Regions from separate parts of the Mus musculus genome. Here regions 2 and 3 are each linked to region 1. Evidence: chromatin contacts called from public HiCAR-type and HiChIP or PLAC-seq data. All regions are on one chromosome and are shown on one strand. Each heading gives the region's core, a stretch centred on a gene start, on an enhancer-like site or on the middle of the called end of the contact. The rest is flanking DNA. Distances are from core to core; before and after follow the strand shown. Region 1 has its middle 24 kb from the start of Gm32073. Region 2 holds the start of Mir155hg (Mir155 host gene (non-protein coding)). Region 3 overlaps Jam2 (junction adhesion molecule 2).

Region 1 (4,661 bases), core at 2,036-4,535:
ACCTTTGAATTGCATATCATAAATATACACAACTTAGTAGAAGAACACATGGGTTAACACAGAGCCTCTTTTTCGGCACTATTCTGCTGAAGTCATGCTAGTGCATCCAGTCCTATTGATGAATGATTTTAAATCCCAGAACCATAGACCCATGGCTTGGAGTCAAAGCCCATGTGAAGACCTTGGATATAACAGTGAGAGAGCAGCAGATCCAGAAGGTCCCTGAAGAGAACAAGCTAGTGAGTTAAGGATTAGCTTTAATGTACGTCTCAGATTAAATCTGATTTCATGTGATCTAACCATAAAAGAGGAATAAAACCAGGATGCTTAACATTCTCTTTCTGTTTGCACTTCTGTGTGCAATATTAAATATATGTATTATTATCTTCTCTACAAAAGGATAAGGGGATCTTTTTATGAAGTTGCTTAAAATTACAAAAAAAAAGAAAATCCAATGTTGCTGTTTTGATATGGAAGTTACTTTAAAAAAAATAAATTAATTAACATGATCACTGCAGTGGAAATTCTGCACACAGGAAAGTTTGAATTTCTATTGCCAACATATATAAAGTAAAACAGATGTTCTCTTGTGCATTGCAGTTCAAAAACTGCTATAGCAATTTAATTAATATAAAAAGAAGCCATGCAGCACAACATAGCTGGCCCTATTAGAGGGGGTACAGATTAGACTCCGAAGAATGAGAGCTCAGGACTGCCTCCCTCTACTTGTCTGCCTTGAGATGGTATGGGTAGGGGGGTATTGCCATTTCCTCTTGCTATCTGAAGTAGTTAGAAGAGCTGGACCGAGGGCAGAAGAATGTGATAGCTAGCCCAGCCCCATCTCTGGCTGTAGCACTCCAGAGAGCCAGCCTTGCACCTCGCCTGGGCAATAGTGGATCTGGCCCTCGTGGTGAAGCACAGGTGATCCAGACCTGAAGATGGGAGAGAAGAGAGTGGCCAGGCTCCTTGGGAAAGGGGGGTCTCTGCATCTCGACTGCACAGCACAATGGAGCTAGCTCTGAAGGATAGGGTGCAGGTAAAGTGGCCTGAAGGCATGAGAACAGGAGAGCTGACCCTGCCTCCTGCTGGTGGCAGCACTGGGCCACCCAGTACAAGCAGTGCTTGAGAACCAACCCTGGTGGTGCTGAGAGAGCCAGCGCTGACCACCTTAGCTATCACCCAGGCCCAGATTCAGGGTTCGGAGTTGGCCCACCCCAAAATCTGTATCATCTGCAAATGGTTGGGACAAGTGAAAAGGCCACTTGCTCTTTGGATCCTGCTGTTCCACACAGGGCAACAACAAGATAAGCAGATAATTGAGTCCCTGTAAGGATACAACTTTGATTGTGTCATGGAAGCCAGAGATCTTGAACCAGACCGATGACTCATTGCAAGGAACATGAGCAAGTGAAGATGTGTGGACAGAGGGATACACTGTGGGACACACTACACTTTCCACAATGAGATGTTTTCTATGCTGTGTGTGTGTGTGTGTGTGTGTGTGTGTGTGTGTGTGTGTGCCTGTCTGTCTGTCTGTGTGTCTGTGTGTCTGTGTGTGTGTGTGTGTGTGTGTGTGTCTGTGTGTGTGGGTGTCTGTGTGTGTGTCTGTGTGTGTTATTTTATGAGAGAGGTTGTAAAGGCAACAGGTGCATATGAGGGGATGGAGAGATGAGGGGGACTGGAGTACATGATGTGAAACTCACAAAGAATCCATAAATTTTTTTTAAGGGCCATGAATTAGAAAGAGAGTAAGGAAGAGGAGATATATGAGTCAGCTTAGAGGAGAGAGAGGGAGGAAATGATCTACTTACAATAAAATAACTTAAAAACTTTAAAAAGTTATTTTTAAAAGAAAAACTATTGATAAAGTTGATCTGCCTGTATGGATAAATGGGCATGAATACAGGACTAAATGGGTGACTGGTATGTAAGTGACAACATCATGTCTAAATTTCAAAGTTTATGACTGGACCAAGGCTATCAAAACCAAATACTAATGTTATCAACTATCCCTCCTATGTGAAGAAAAGAAGTGCCAAAAACTAGAAAACATTGCTAGAAACACCAGGTAACAACAATCAGGTGGGGCAAATATTAGGCTAGGCTGCTGCTGGTCCCAGCCAAATACAGCTTCTGTATTTCTACAGAGCATCTCAGAAACTGGAAAAAGAAAAAACACACACACACACAAACACACACATAAACATACACAACACATACATACACACACTAACACACATATACACACAAACACACACAACAACACGCCCACATATACACACACACAAACATGCACACACACCTGGAAAAATTAATATGAACCCAAATTTATCTCTATGTTGGTTTTGAAGTAGTAGAAAAATGGACTTTCTAAATATATCTAGGATTCTGTCTACATAGTCAACCAAAGATTAAACATTTTTATAAACTTTAATTATATTGTATTATATATAATTATTTCATTTCACATGTATTGGTATTTTGCCTGCATGTATGTCTGTGAACTACTGGCATGTCTGCTGCCCATGTAGGTCAGAAGAGGACATGGGATCCTCTGGAAGTGGAATTATAAATAAGTGTGAGCTGCCCTGTGGGTGCTGAGAATAGAGCCTAGGTCCTCTGTAAGAAAGCAGTCCTTTCAACTGCTAAGCCATCTTTTTAGCCCAAAGACATTTCTTAATTACACTTCCACTGAATATGTAGAGAAATTTTGTTGTTAATTCCTAAACAATAGATTGGATGAGTAGTTGACAGATAACTTCCAGTATATGAGGACTACATAATTGAGATGAATATACATACCACTTCATTTCATGTAGGATTCTTTAGCCTCCAAAGGTTTTATTATGTGTGGGGATACTAGAAGTATGACCTTGATGGAATCTTAAATCTACATCAAGTAATTTTATATTTAGCTCCTCAATTAATTTTTAAAATAATAATTTGAAGAAAGAGTTATGTTGGCCTAGGAAATTGATACCCACATTCAGACAGTGTCAAGGTCCAAATTTACGCTGGTGACCACACTTTGAACTATGTCCTTCTGACTTTAAATACTAGTCTGTGGGATGGCCTGCAGTCACAGAGTTCTAGCTCAAATGTAGCAATGATTTTGGTTACCATACAGTCATTCAAACTGACACCTGTGAGAGGCGCTCTAGAGTAAACAGGTTAGAATTCTGTTTCCCTGGAATTTTCTAGAGTTTCTGAAAGCCTAGACACCTCGGACTCGAGCTGTGAAATCCTCAGTGACTAACCAACTGCAGCACTCAGATCGGACACAGGCAGAGGCTTGTGGTCATGTGATCTCCCTCACTGAATACGTCATGTGTCTGATTCAGCAAGGAAACGGAAAGACAAAAAAACCCTAACCTTTCGAAATCTCCATCTGCTTGAAATACTCTTATTGCTCACAGTCTTAGTTCTACTTTGTGATTCATCAACCCTAAAAACAAAAGTAGGCCTACAGATATTCCTGGGATGCTTCCTAGACTCTGTGTGTGGTGTGTGTGCGCGCTCACACCACACACACACACACACACGCACACGCACACGCACACGCACACGCGCGCGCACACACACACACACACACACACACACACACGCATACACGCACACACACGCATGCACGCACACAGCACACACGCACGCACACACAGGCACGTTTATACCTGGATCCTCTCATTATAGTCTGTGTGGGATCTCCAACTTAAAGACACTTTCAAGCAGTTACTGACTTCTGAGACTTTCTTACCAGAAAACAATGAAGTAAACCACAGCTTCCTGTCCCTGACACTTTGTCACATGGTGTCGATGCAGTGACTACCCACAGAGATCCAGATGGCTGAGAGACATCAACTGCTCCAGTATACTCTGAAAATGTTTTTGTTTTGTTTAAAAAAAAAAAAAAAAACAATGTCTCAGCTGCCACTGGGGCCATCAAGAAGTCCTGTTTACGTGCTTCATACCCGTGTGCTTCTATCACAAGCCTCTTTAGCAGGTCTTTCTTAATTATGAAGTCCTCCATGTGCCTCAAAGGCTTTGCATCCAAAGAACAGTGTCAAATACATCTGTGGACACTTAGAAAAACAGCACCGCTCACTCACATTCTGAATGTAACCGGAGCTATTCTGTTGAGTCACTGAAAATGTTGATGCTAGAATGTATCCTCAGCATCTCTACAGGATGCTAATCTTAACCCCGGTGTGGAGAGAGTATCCAGTAGTGAAGCTCCCCAGGGGACCAAAGCAACTGCAAACCTATATAATATTGTTTAGATTAGAAAATCTGCTGCCAAACAGAACTTGCCCTCCTATATGGTTCACTTTACACAGCACGGATCAGAGTTTTATCCCATGAAAGCACTAACTAAAAGTGGAAATCTTCTAAGCCTGTTACATTTTCTATCAAATAAGATTTTAAGTAAAGATAGATAGCCTGTGTTACACTACTTCTCCTGAAAATGATTTTTATGTCCTCGGTGAGTGACCAAGAAACCCCGGGGCAAGAATCAATATTGAATTTTCTGTACTCTTCCAAGGGATGAAAAACCTAAATTGAGGCTATTTCTTTTGTAAAAAAACTGAGCTGCAAGGCCCACGTGAGCATCTTCAGATGCTTCAGATGCTGAGATTTCAGAATTACGACGACACTGACGTTTC
Region 2 (4,695 bases), core at 306-2,805, 130 kb after region 1:
GGAACTCCCAGAAACCTTACTGCCTCTGCTTTTTGAGTGCTAAGATTAAGGGTGTGTGCCACCACACTTGGCCTACAACTCATGATTTTAACATAAAGTGAGACCCTCATAAAACAAATGGAGTCATTTGAGAGAAAAGGTGGGAATGAATGCAGATGTCTTTGATAACTCAATCAGAAACTTAAAACTGGTTACAGTGGCAAAGTTTGTTTGTATGTATGTATATGTGTGTGTATGTATGTATGTATGTATGTATGTATGTATGTATGTATGTATGTATATGTGTGTATGTATGTATGTATGTATGTATGTATGTATGTAGATATATGTGTGTATATGTATATGATGAAAGTTGAAGATGAGTATGAATATGATGCCCTTTCTTACAGCTCCAAAAGTTCATCTACCCTACTCTGTATGTGTGTGTCTGTGTGTGTGTGTTATATGTGTGAGATACATGTGTGTGTGTGTGTTACCACAAAAAAATTACTAAAAATAAAAAGATCCAGTATAGGACATATTCTTCTCTGAGTACCTTAGCTGATAACATTTTCCCTGGCAAATCAGCAAGACTAGACAGATTGTGACATTCTATGCCTCCCTTATACCTCAAAATATTATCCTGAAGAAAAGTCTAATTATATTCTCCTGGAATGTCCTTAGGTTTAGGCTATACCACAGAGAAATGGTGATATGCCACATAGTGAATGGGACCTGGACTTACGATTTGTCTGAACTAAATATAGTGCTTAAGGTTGGTCGAGATTTTTACCTAAGGTCAAAAGAGTTGATTGCAATAGCAATTCCTAACATTATATTTTATTATTTATTGAGACGGGGTCCAATATAGCCCAAGCTGACCCCAGAGGTGATAAGTAATTGGGAACAGCCCTGAGCTCATGATCCTCCTAAGTCCATCTCTCAAGTCCTGAGATCAAAGGCTGCACCAGTGTCCATGTATGTGGTACTTGGGAATCAAACCTAGGCTTTTCATGTAGATAGATGATAGATAGATAGATAGATAGATAGATAGATAGATAGATAGATAGATAGATAGATAGGTGTGTATGTGTGCACACATGTATGTATATATGTAATATACATATATATGTATATATGGCTATACATATATATGTATATATGGCTATATATATATAGCCAGATGTGGTGGTATATGGCTATAATTCCAGAATTTGGGAGACTGAAGTGTAAGGTCATGAGTTCAAGGCCAGCCTAGGTTATATAGGGCAACCTTGGCTACCTATACTAAATATATTCTTGGTAATACCTTTATTCAGATGGTATCTTTAAAGGATAGAAACAGAACTTATAGATAAGTTATTTACTTAAATTGGAATGGGGTTATGTAGGCACTCATGCACACATGCACAGTTGCATATATTCTCCCTAATGGGTCAATAATATGGCATGAAGTAGAACACTAGAATCTTAATAGATTTACTGAGGACTTACTGAGTTCAATGCACTATGAAGAGAAAAGGTATTATTACAGTCTTTCTTTTGGCTGAAATAAAATCCAAGATTGAAACTGTGTAATTCACAGACTTTCCTCATGAAACCAGCTCATCTGAGAAAACAGCAAAGTTTAAAAAAGAAATACTATCAGTAAGTATGATATATTTCCTTGGTTTGGAAATTTCCAAGCCACGATATTCTGCCCTGTCAAAATATATTCACTGGGGAATTTTTAACTTGATGCATTTCTTTTGAACTTAATCACATTTCTACATCTAGCTGGTTTCATTATTAAAGAAAAGAAAAGGTGGTTCCCCTCTGGTCCTAAAGGGAACCACAGACTTGAGTGATGCTTGAACTTCTAGGTTCGCGTACAGTAACACTGAAACCAGAAACTTGTGGGAGAAATGTCACTTTATCTGAGAGAGTAAAATCCAACTCTAACAGGAAACAGCAAATTCATCTTTTTTCTTTTTCTAAACCACTCTGCTGGAGACAAGTCCCTTGAGTCAGAGCTCTTTAAGGCGCACTTCCTTTACATGGGTCAAACTGAAGCCACCGGTTTGTGAGTCCCCAAAGGAATCACTGGAGGACAACAGGAGCATTTTCAGATACCTTTCAGGGCAGACCTGCCCTGGCTGTACCCCCTATCTTGAAGAAAAAGAAAAACGAATAAGGTGAAAATCGCAACTACTATTTATAGAATCAAAATGGGTTCATCCATTGAGTTTTAACTTTCAAAAATCATAAAGTACCATCCTAAATATCTGAGATTTCTTGAATTGCCTAGTGACCTGTGGGATGTACGTCAGAATATTACCCAGAACTGAAGTTGTGTCCTTTGAACTTCAGCATTGTAGAACTATGAACCGTGGCTGTGTTAAAAATGATACATGTATTCAAATATTTCCACAGAATTTAAAGTTTGATTTTATAATTAGTTTTTAAATTGCAAACCTTACAAAAATTTTCCAAAATTTACTTAGAAGCATTTCAGAGCTCTTTTCTTTCAAAGCTGAAGTCTACCTTGCCTTCAGATTCATAATCGTTCACTCTACTTTATAACTAACTGTGTGCGTACACACAACTATTTCTTTTTCTCTTTGCAGGTGCTGCAAACCAGGAAGGGGAAGTGTGTGGTTTAAGTTGCATATCCCTTATCCTCTGGCTGCTGGAGGCTTGCTGAAGGCTGTATGCTGTTAATGCTAATTGTGATAGGGGTTTTGGCCTCTGACTGACTCCTACCTGTTAGCATTAACAGGACACAAGGCCTGTTACTAGCACTCACATGGAACAAATGGCCACCGTGGGAGGATGACAAGTCCAAGAGTCACCCTGCTGGATGAACGTAGATGTCAGACTCTATCATTTAATGTGCTAGTCATAACCTGGTTACTAGGATAGTCCACTGTAAGTGTTACGATAAATGTCATTTAAAAGATAGATCAGCAGTATCCTAAACAACATCTCAACTTCAAGCCCACATGTTTATTTTTTATCTTGAATGGAAAGTGAAACTTGTATCATTTTTATTTCAAAATTATGTTCATAACCATCTTCAATGATTCAACCAGAATACAAAATGAATGCACTAAAAAGGACATTTCTATATTTCTGTAGTTAAAATTCAGGACGGCCATTCTCGACTGACATCTAGGATTGTCTGGAATACCTCTTGTAAGACTTGGAATTGGCATTTTTTCCACATTACAATGTATTAGTCAACTTTGATTTAAAATTTGTAACTCTTGTGTTTTAGTGTAAGGAAAAATTTAGGGTTAGTGTTAGAGTTTAGGGCTAGGTAAGGAAAAACTGAGTCAACACTGAATGATTTTTTTAAAATCTATGAGCCAGCTGTTGGTAGTTTACTCCTTTAATCCCAGCACTCGGGAGGCAGAGACAGGCAGATGGCTGAGTCGAAGGCCAACCTGGTCTACAGAGTGAGCTCCAGGACAGCCTTAGCTACACAGAAAAATGCCTTATCAAAAAATTAAGAAAATAAGATGAAGTATTAAAAAGTGACATGACAAATCATTCCTGAGGGCTACCTATATATTCCTCACACGGTATAAATATTTAATTTAATTAATATTTAATTTCAAATATTCACATTTGAAATGAAACCCAAATCTGGGTTCAAGCTTACTGCTTTAGCTGCACAGTAAAGCTGTGTAGTAAGGAGACCCACGTTTCCTACGCATTTCTTCATGAATGCGGATGAAACTTTACAAGGTTGGTGTGCAGCTCACTGGAGATGAACAACTCTTTGTAAGGTAATAAAATCCCACAGTGATGTCTTAAAGCCAATCCAAAACTCACCCCGTTGCCTGACATAGGTAATAATTTGATATACAGAAGTTTAATGTTTGAATTCCTATGCAATTTTTCTCCACAGTGATATCACTGACGAACACATAGACAGCTGGACTTGTTATATTTAATTTATACCTGTTCTTTTTTTTTTTTTTTAAAGACTTTTTATTTATGTATATATATGTATATATATATTTATGTATATATGTAAGTACACTGTAGCTGTCTTCAGACACACCAGAAGAGGGAGTCAGATCTTGTTACGGATGGTTGTGAGCCACCATGTGGTTGCTGGGATTTGAACTCTGGACCTTCGGAAGAGCAGTCGGGTGCTCTTACCCACTGAGCCATCTCACCAGCCCTAATTTATACCTGTTCTGATAGTTCTCCTGAATATCTTGTCATTGTCTTCCCTATAGCCAAATAAATGTCTTTGAGTCTTTAGTTGGCTTAGAATACTTTTTGTTTGTGATGACCCTTTCTTTTGCAAAGTACAGACTGTGATTTCAGAAGACACACAAAAAAGACAACAATGGAATAAGTCACAAGGACAGTGAGAGGAATGCCCCTGCCTGCCATGACACAGACAGGGCACGCCACCCCCACTGCCCCACTGCCTTCTGCCGAGTACGCTGCCGACATAAATTCCTCCTCTCAACCCTTGGATGGAGCTTCAGGAGTCCTTGTACCGAGTCTCAATTCTTCAAAATCCTTTTTGCTGCCTACAACCACAAAGTCACAGAAAGCTAGGAACCCGCTGCGTTCTCTACATTACCCTCCAGCAGTTCCAATCAAAAGCTCTGAAATCATAAAGCACTGTAACACCTACTGCATGCTTAGGCAAATCACTTGCTCCATGTCTGTTTCTCCATCAGTGTGTGTATCTCTGTGATGTAATTTTATTAA
Region 3 (4,509 bases), core at 1,054-3,553, 230 kb after region 1:
AAGCACAATCTTCCGTTGCCACACTTCCAAACAGGAGTTTGGAATGACCATTATGACCCATTAAAGCTCTGTTTATAGCATTATTGCACTTTACAGCTCCAAACTCTATTACAATCCTGCAAATCAGTTCCTAAGGCATATGAGCCATGCGGTCAGGGACCACTACAATGGTTCCCGTTCCTGGTGCTAATTTTTGTTATTAGTCACTTTCCTGATTTCTGTGACCACCTGCATAATAAGGAGCAACTTAAGGAAGGCTCATGTTTTGAGTAGATATAAGTCCAGCATGGTGGGGAAACCGTGGAGATGGGACCAGCTCCTCTGTGGAAGTGGGAACATGAGGCTACTTGCTCACATCTTGGCAGACCAAGAAGCAGAGAGGGGCCAGAAGCAGGACTAGCCTATAAACATTCAGGGGAGTCTTCAGTGACACACTTCCTCACAAGTGTCCTAGAACCTCCCCCAAACACCAGCAGCAGCTGCGGGCCAGGTGTTCAAACACATGAGCTACCCCATGGAGGATATTCATACTCACACCGTAACATTCTACTTTATGAAGTGAAGAGACTCAGAAAAAAGACATGACTGGCCCCCTCAATCCATGGCTTTTGAAGTTCAAGTGTTCTGATAACTACTGGGTAGTAGATGAGAATAAGGGGAGCAAATGGAGCATAGATCAGATATAAAAATGGCCATATCACTTTAACCTATATTCCTTTGGCCAAAGTAATGTATATAACCTACCTGGGAGCAAGAAGGGTGAAAATATGGTATATTGCGGGCTCAAGAAAAAAAGAAAAGACATACAGTGGCCCCATCTGTTTCTCAGTCGTCCACTCAATACAGGCTATTGGAGCCCATGTTCAGCTAATGAATAGTCTGCATCGTTTGGCTTCCATTGTCCAGTGGCTCCTGCTGTTCCTGCCTGTGAAGTGCCCACTTCTGTTATGACTGGAAGTGTGGTGGAGCTACGATGCCAGGATAAAGAAGGAAACCCAGCTCCGGAGTACATCTGGTTTAAAGATGGCACAAGTTTGCTAGGGAATCCAAAAGGCGGCACACACAACAACAGCTCGTACACAATGAACACGAAGTCTGGAATTCTGGTAAGGTCGTTTCAGGCATTAAACTTCTGTCTGTCATCGTGAGAAAAAAGGTTATTAGATCCTTAAATTATACATAATAGGTCAAGCTCATTGCTTACTAAGTGGAGGGGGGTGGTAGCGGTGGTAGCAGGCAAGAGGATGGTACATGTGCTAAGACATGATGGAACAGACTACTTACTGTGGGAAGTGGGAAGATGGGGTCGGAAAACCAGGGAGCCAAGCAGACAGGGCATGACCAGCAACTCAGGGCAGGTCAACTCTTTTTCATGATGGATCAGGAAGCACTCTATAGCTACCTCCCTCTATGTCCTGGAAAATCAACCAACCTCAATCTCAATGTTAACCACACAGGAAATGCACCAAAAACTCAGTGGGAGATGCCTGAGCCTCAGGGCTAACTGTGTGGAAACAGTGACCATAGGAAAACCACGTTAGGGTGTCTTCGCCATTAAACTTTCTGCTGGCGCCAGATCCTTCAGTGTAGTCTCTGCGACTTACCTCTCTGTTGTTACCTCATCTGTAAATTTAGCCCAGATTATCCAATTGTTCCCTTTCCTAGAGAAACCGATACAGCAGCTCCTTAAATAAGCTGTTCGAGCTTCATGACTATTTTTACTTTTCCATCTGTGATTTTTTTTTTCAGAGTAGAGGAAGGATCATTTCATTTGAAACCTTTTGCTAACAATTGCGATAATATTGCGTTGGGCTTTAAATATTTTTGTTCCCAGCAATGCAAAATCACGACCACAAGTGTTATGGAAAAAAAAAAAAAACCCTTATAGGTAAGGTAATACTAACGAGTCTTAGGAATTTGGAAACAGAGGTTGGTCATTTCCATTTATTCTTTCTCCTGGTGCAGTATCAGCAGAAGTCACATCCTCCGGTCCTCAAGAAAGCACGCTGCCTCTGTAGCTAAGTGAAAGAAGGAGTGGCGGGCACTGCCCTCAGAATCAGGTCATGTGCTAGCGTTCGCAGTCTTCAGGAGCAGTCAGCAGGTCCGAGCCATTTTACACTGTGAAATTGGGCACTAAACCTGCCTTCGCACACTGCTATATTTACTCTTCAGATTTATTTTTTTCTGAGTGGGTGATAAAAGCCTTGAGGCAGGTCTGAAGTGCTGGATGCTCTCTCCTCAGGGAGTCAGCCCTTGGGGTATGGGGTAAAACACCTTATGCCCAAGGGCAGCTTAAACTGGAGCGAGCTCTTCCTTCTTTTGTCAGTTCCCTCCCTGTTCTTCTTTCCCACCAGAAACGCTCCAAGGGTATAAAACTGCTGGTACAAATGATAAAGTCTATCCCACCAAATTCCTACCTTTCATTATATGGCAGGGAGAAGTAGTGAGGGTTGAACTTTTGTTGTTGGGTTTTTGATTTTTTGTTTGAGACAGGATTGCTCCGTGTAGCCCGGGCTGTTCTCAAACTCATGGAGATGCGCCTGCCTTGGTGTCCCGGGTGATGGGATTAAAGGGGGTGCCACCACCACCCAGGACGGTTAAACTTTTCAGAATTTTCAAGGACTCTGGACTTGCTGTAATTTATAATCCTAAAAACATCAGTTGTGGTTTCGTGGGCTGGGAGCTACTTACTTCCTGGCCGTAGCCCTGACTCTGGGGAGAAAGTGCTGTGGTTTGCTCCTGCAGTGACCTCACTGTGTCTGAGGAAGTACACTCGCCCTTTCACTTCGGAGGTCTTCTTTTATGAATGGCATTTCCCAGAAATTAGAGATGCTGAGGGGCCACATATACCTGTGATGCTGGCTATGTGAAGACATTAGAGTGGGCATCAATGGTTTGAGACCAGCCTGGGCGGCATAGTGGGATACTGTTGAAGGCACCAGGAGGAGTGGAGAAGAGAGAAACAGACTTCCTCAGATATGCCTGTCTTTCTCTGCCAAATTAAACAGGCTACTACAGACATTGCAGGTTTTGGTAGATACCTCAATTCACAAGAGAAATATAAATTTCTGGGTCATTACAGAAGGACAGATCCCCTTGTTGACAAACTTCCATATTAGGAGCCTCCTCATAGACTGACAGCCTAAGGGCCGGTTTATTTTTCCTCGTATACATAGCAATTCAACATGATTTCCAAGATGGACAGTGGAGAGTATTACTGCGAAGCCCGGAACTCTGTCGGACACCGCAGGTGCCCTGGGAAGCGAATGCAAGTAGGTAAGCCTGGGGGCTTGAGAAGGACGTGTGTGTGGACAGAGTATGGAAGAGCTGATAGGTAAGGGAGCAAGGGGACAGACACGCTGGAAGAAATGTTTAAAATGAGCTTAATATTAAAACAACAACAACAACAACAACAAAAAACAAAAAACAAAACCAACCCAACACTGTTGCTTTCTGTCTGTCTTCTAATCATGGCAAGACAATTTAGCATATATATATGTTTTTCATTTATCAAATATGCTTTTCTAAGCAATCTGTCTTGCAAATCACTGTTAAGTGTGCTATAGTATGGACTGCTGGGGTCCCACGTAAACTGCTCCCACCGACTTGATACATGCAGCAGAGACTCTTTCTTTCTGGAGTCACACTACAATAACACAGCAGCACTATACGTGTGCCGTGAGCACTATGTGAGTGTTAGCCACCTGGGTCACTGTCAGTAAGTCATGGATGAGGGCTGAGTCAAGGCCCTGACACACTGAGCTTATACTAATTGCAGGCTGGGTTTTCCAAAAGACACACGGAATAGTTTTCAAGCTAGACTGTCCAAAATGTAACTACAATATATTGTATTTCACAAAATGACTTTTGGAATTAAGAGAGTGAGAGTGTTAATCTTTTCTAGGAAATATGAGTTTCAGAGCATACCCCCTCCCACCCACAACAATAAGGATCAAACCAAAGGCTTGATCCCTAGCTGTCAAAGGCAGGTTTCAGGGCTGGAACTCAGGTGTCCAGGCTAGATGGCCAGCACCTTTACGCACTGTGCCATCTTGCCGGTCCTAACATTTAAGATTTTGTAAAAGCTTGGTTCTCTGAATATTTCCAATCCATTTGAGCCATGAATTGAAATTAACTAGGTAAGTAGGCTTCAGAAGCACACAGTTGTCATTGGCATAGCTACCAAGGAGAGTTTTTATGACTGTTGGATTTAACAATAGCATCTGTCCGTCTCCTTAACAAGAATCCACACATGCTTTATTTTACATTCCAGATGTTCTCAACATAAGCGGCATCATAGCAACGGTTGTGGTGGTGGCCTTCGTGATTTCTGTATGTGGCCTTGGCACATGCTATGCTCAGAGGAAAGGCTACTTTTCAAGTAAGTTAAATTCGTCCTTCTCAGATACATGATAGTCTCTATGTTCTTCTGAATAGCGAGGTTTCTTTTCAAGGTACTGTTTCTCCCATGAAGTTCTACCACCAACTCTGGAGAGAGTGTTTTTATGG

The links. HiCAR-type assays count read pairs that join an accessible place to other places. HiChIP or PLAC-seq counts read pairs in DNA pulled down with a chosen protein or histone mark.
Region 2: a contact with region 1 is called in a HiCAR-type map of Th2 cells, with 5 times the contacts expected there. The contact joins the promoter of Mir155hg here to the enhancer-like site in region 1. A contact is called at or near these places in 6 of 39 promoter capture datasets (the 3T3-L1 cell line, the C10 cell line, the HPC-7 cell line and 1 more), 3 of 15 datasets of contacts at CTCF or cohesin (CD8 T cells, large pre-B cells and pro-B cells), 42 of 484 Hi-C or Micro-C datasets (B cells, CD4 T cells, CD8 T cells and 25 more) and 17 of 115 datasets of contacts at active chromatin or transcription factors (the 230-238 cell line, CD4 single positive thymocytes, CD8 T cells and 11 more).
Region 3: a contact with region 1 is called in an H3K27ac HiChIP or PLAC-seq map of microglia, with 6 times the contacts expected there. The contact joins two enhancer-like sites. A contact is called at or near these places in 1 of 15 datasets of contacts at CTCF or cohesin (pro-B cells), 3 of 484 Hi-C or Micro-C datasets (LSK cells, bone marrow-derived macrophages and myeloid progenitors), 8 of 115 datasets of contacts at active chromatin or transcription factors (bone marrow-derived dendritic cells, bone marrow-derived macrophages, double positive thymocytes and 5 more) and 2 of 9 other capture datasets (adipose tissue and liver).

Annotation. Positions count from the first base shown.
Region 1 is chr16:84,580,271-84,584,931 of GRCm38.p6, forward strand. No RefSeq gene overlaps it. Among named protein-coding and RNA genes, the nearest start is that of Gm32073, 24 kb to the left of the region's middle. Within about 2 kb of position 3,286, at least 134 of the 459 cell types and tissues checked have an H3K27ac peak or open chromatin away from gene starts, as enhancers often do. A contact at or near this core is called in the 230-238 cell line, B cells, CD4 single positive thymocytes and 29 more, where this site is marked.
Region 2 is chr16:84,711,468-84,716,162 of GRCm38.p6, forward strand. It overlaps Mir155hg (Mir155 host gene (non-protein coding)), which reads left to right and starts at 1,556. Exons shown (of 2, transcript NR_132106.1): 1 at 1,556-1,626; 2 at 2,586-3,778. Mir155 (microRNA 155) reads left to right here and starts at 2,673; the gene lies at 2,673-2,737.
Region 3 is chr16:84,811,993-84,816,501 of GRCm38.p6, forward strand. It overlaps Jam2 (junction adhesion molecule 2), which reads left to right. Exons shown (of 10, transcript NM_023844.5): 5 at 907-1,106; 6 at 3,177-3,276; 7 at 4,274-4,381. Among named protein-coding and RNA genes, the nearest start is that of Gm46557, 8.5 kb to the right of the region's middle. Within about 2 kb of position 2,304, at least 50 of the 459 cell types and tissues checked have an H3K27ac peak or open chromatin away from gene starts, as enhancers often do. A contact at or near this core is called in bone marrow-derived macrophages, microglia and myeloid progenitors, where this site is marked.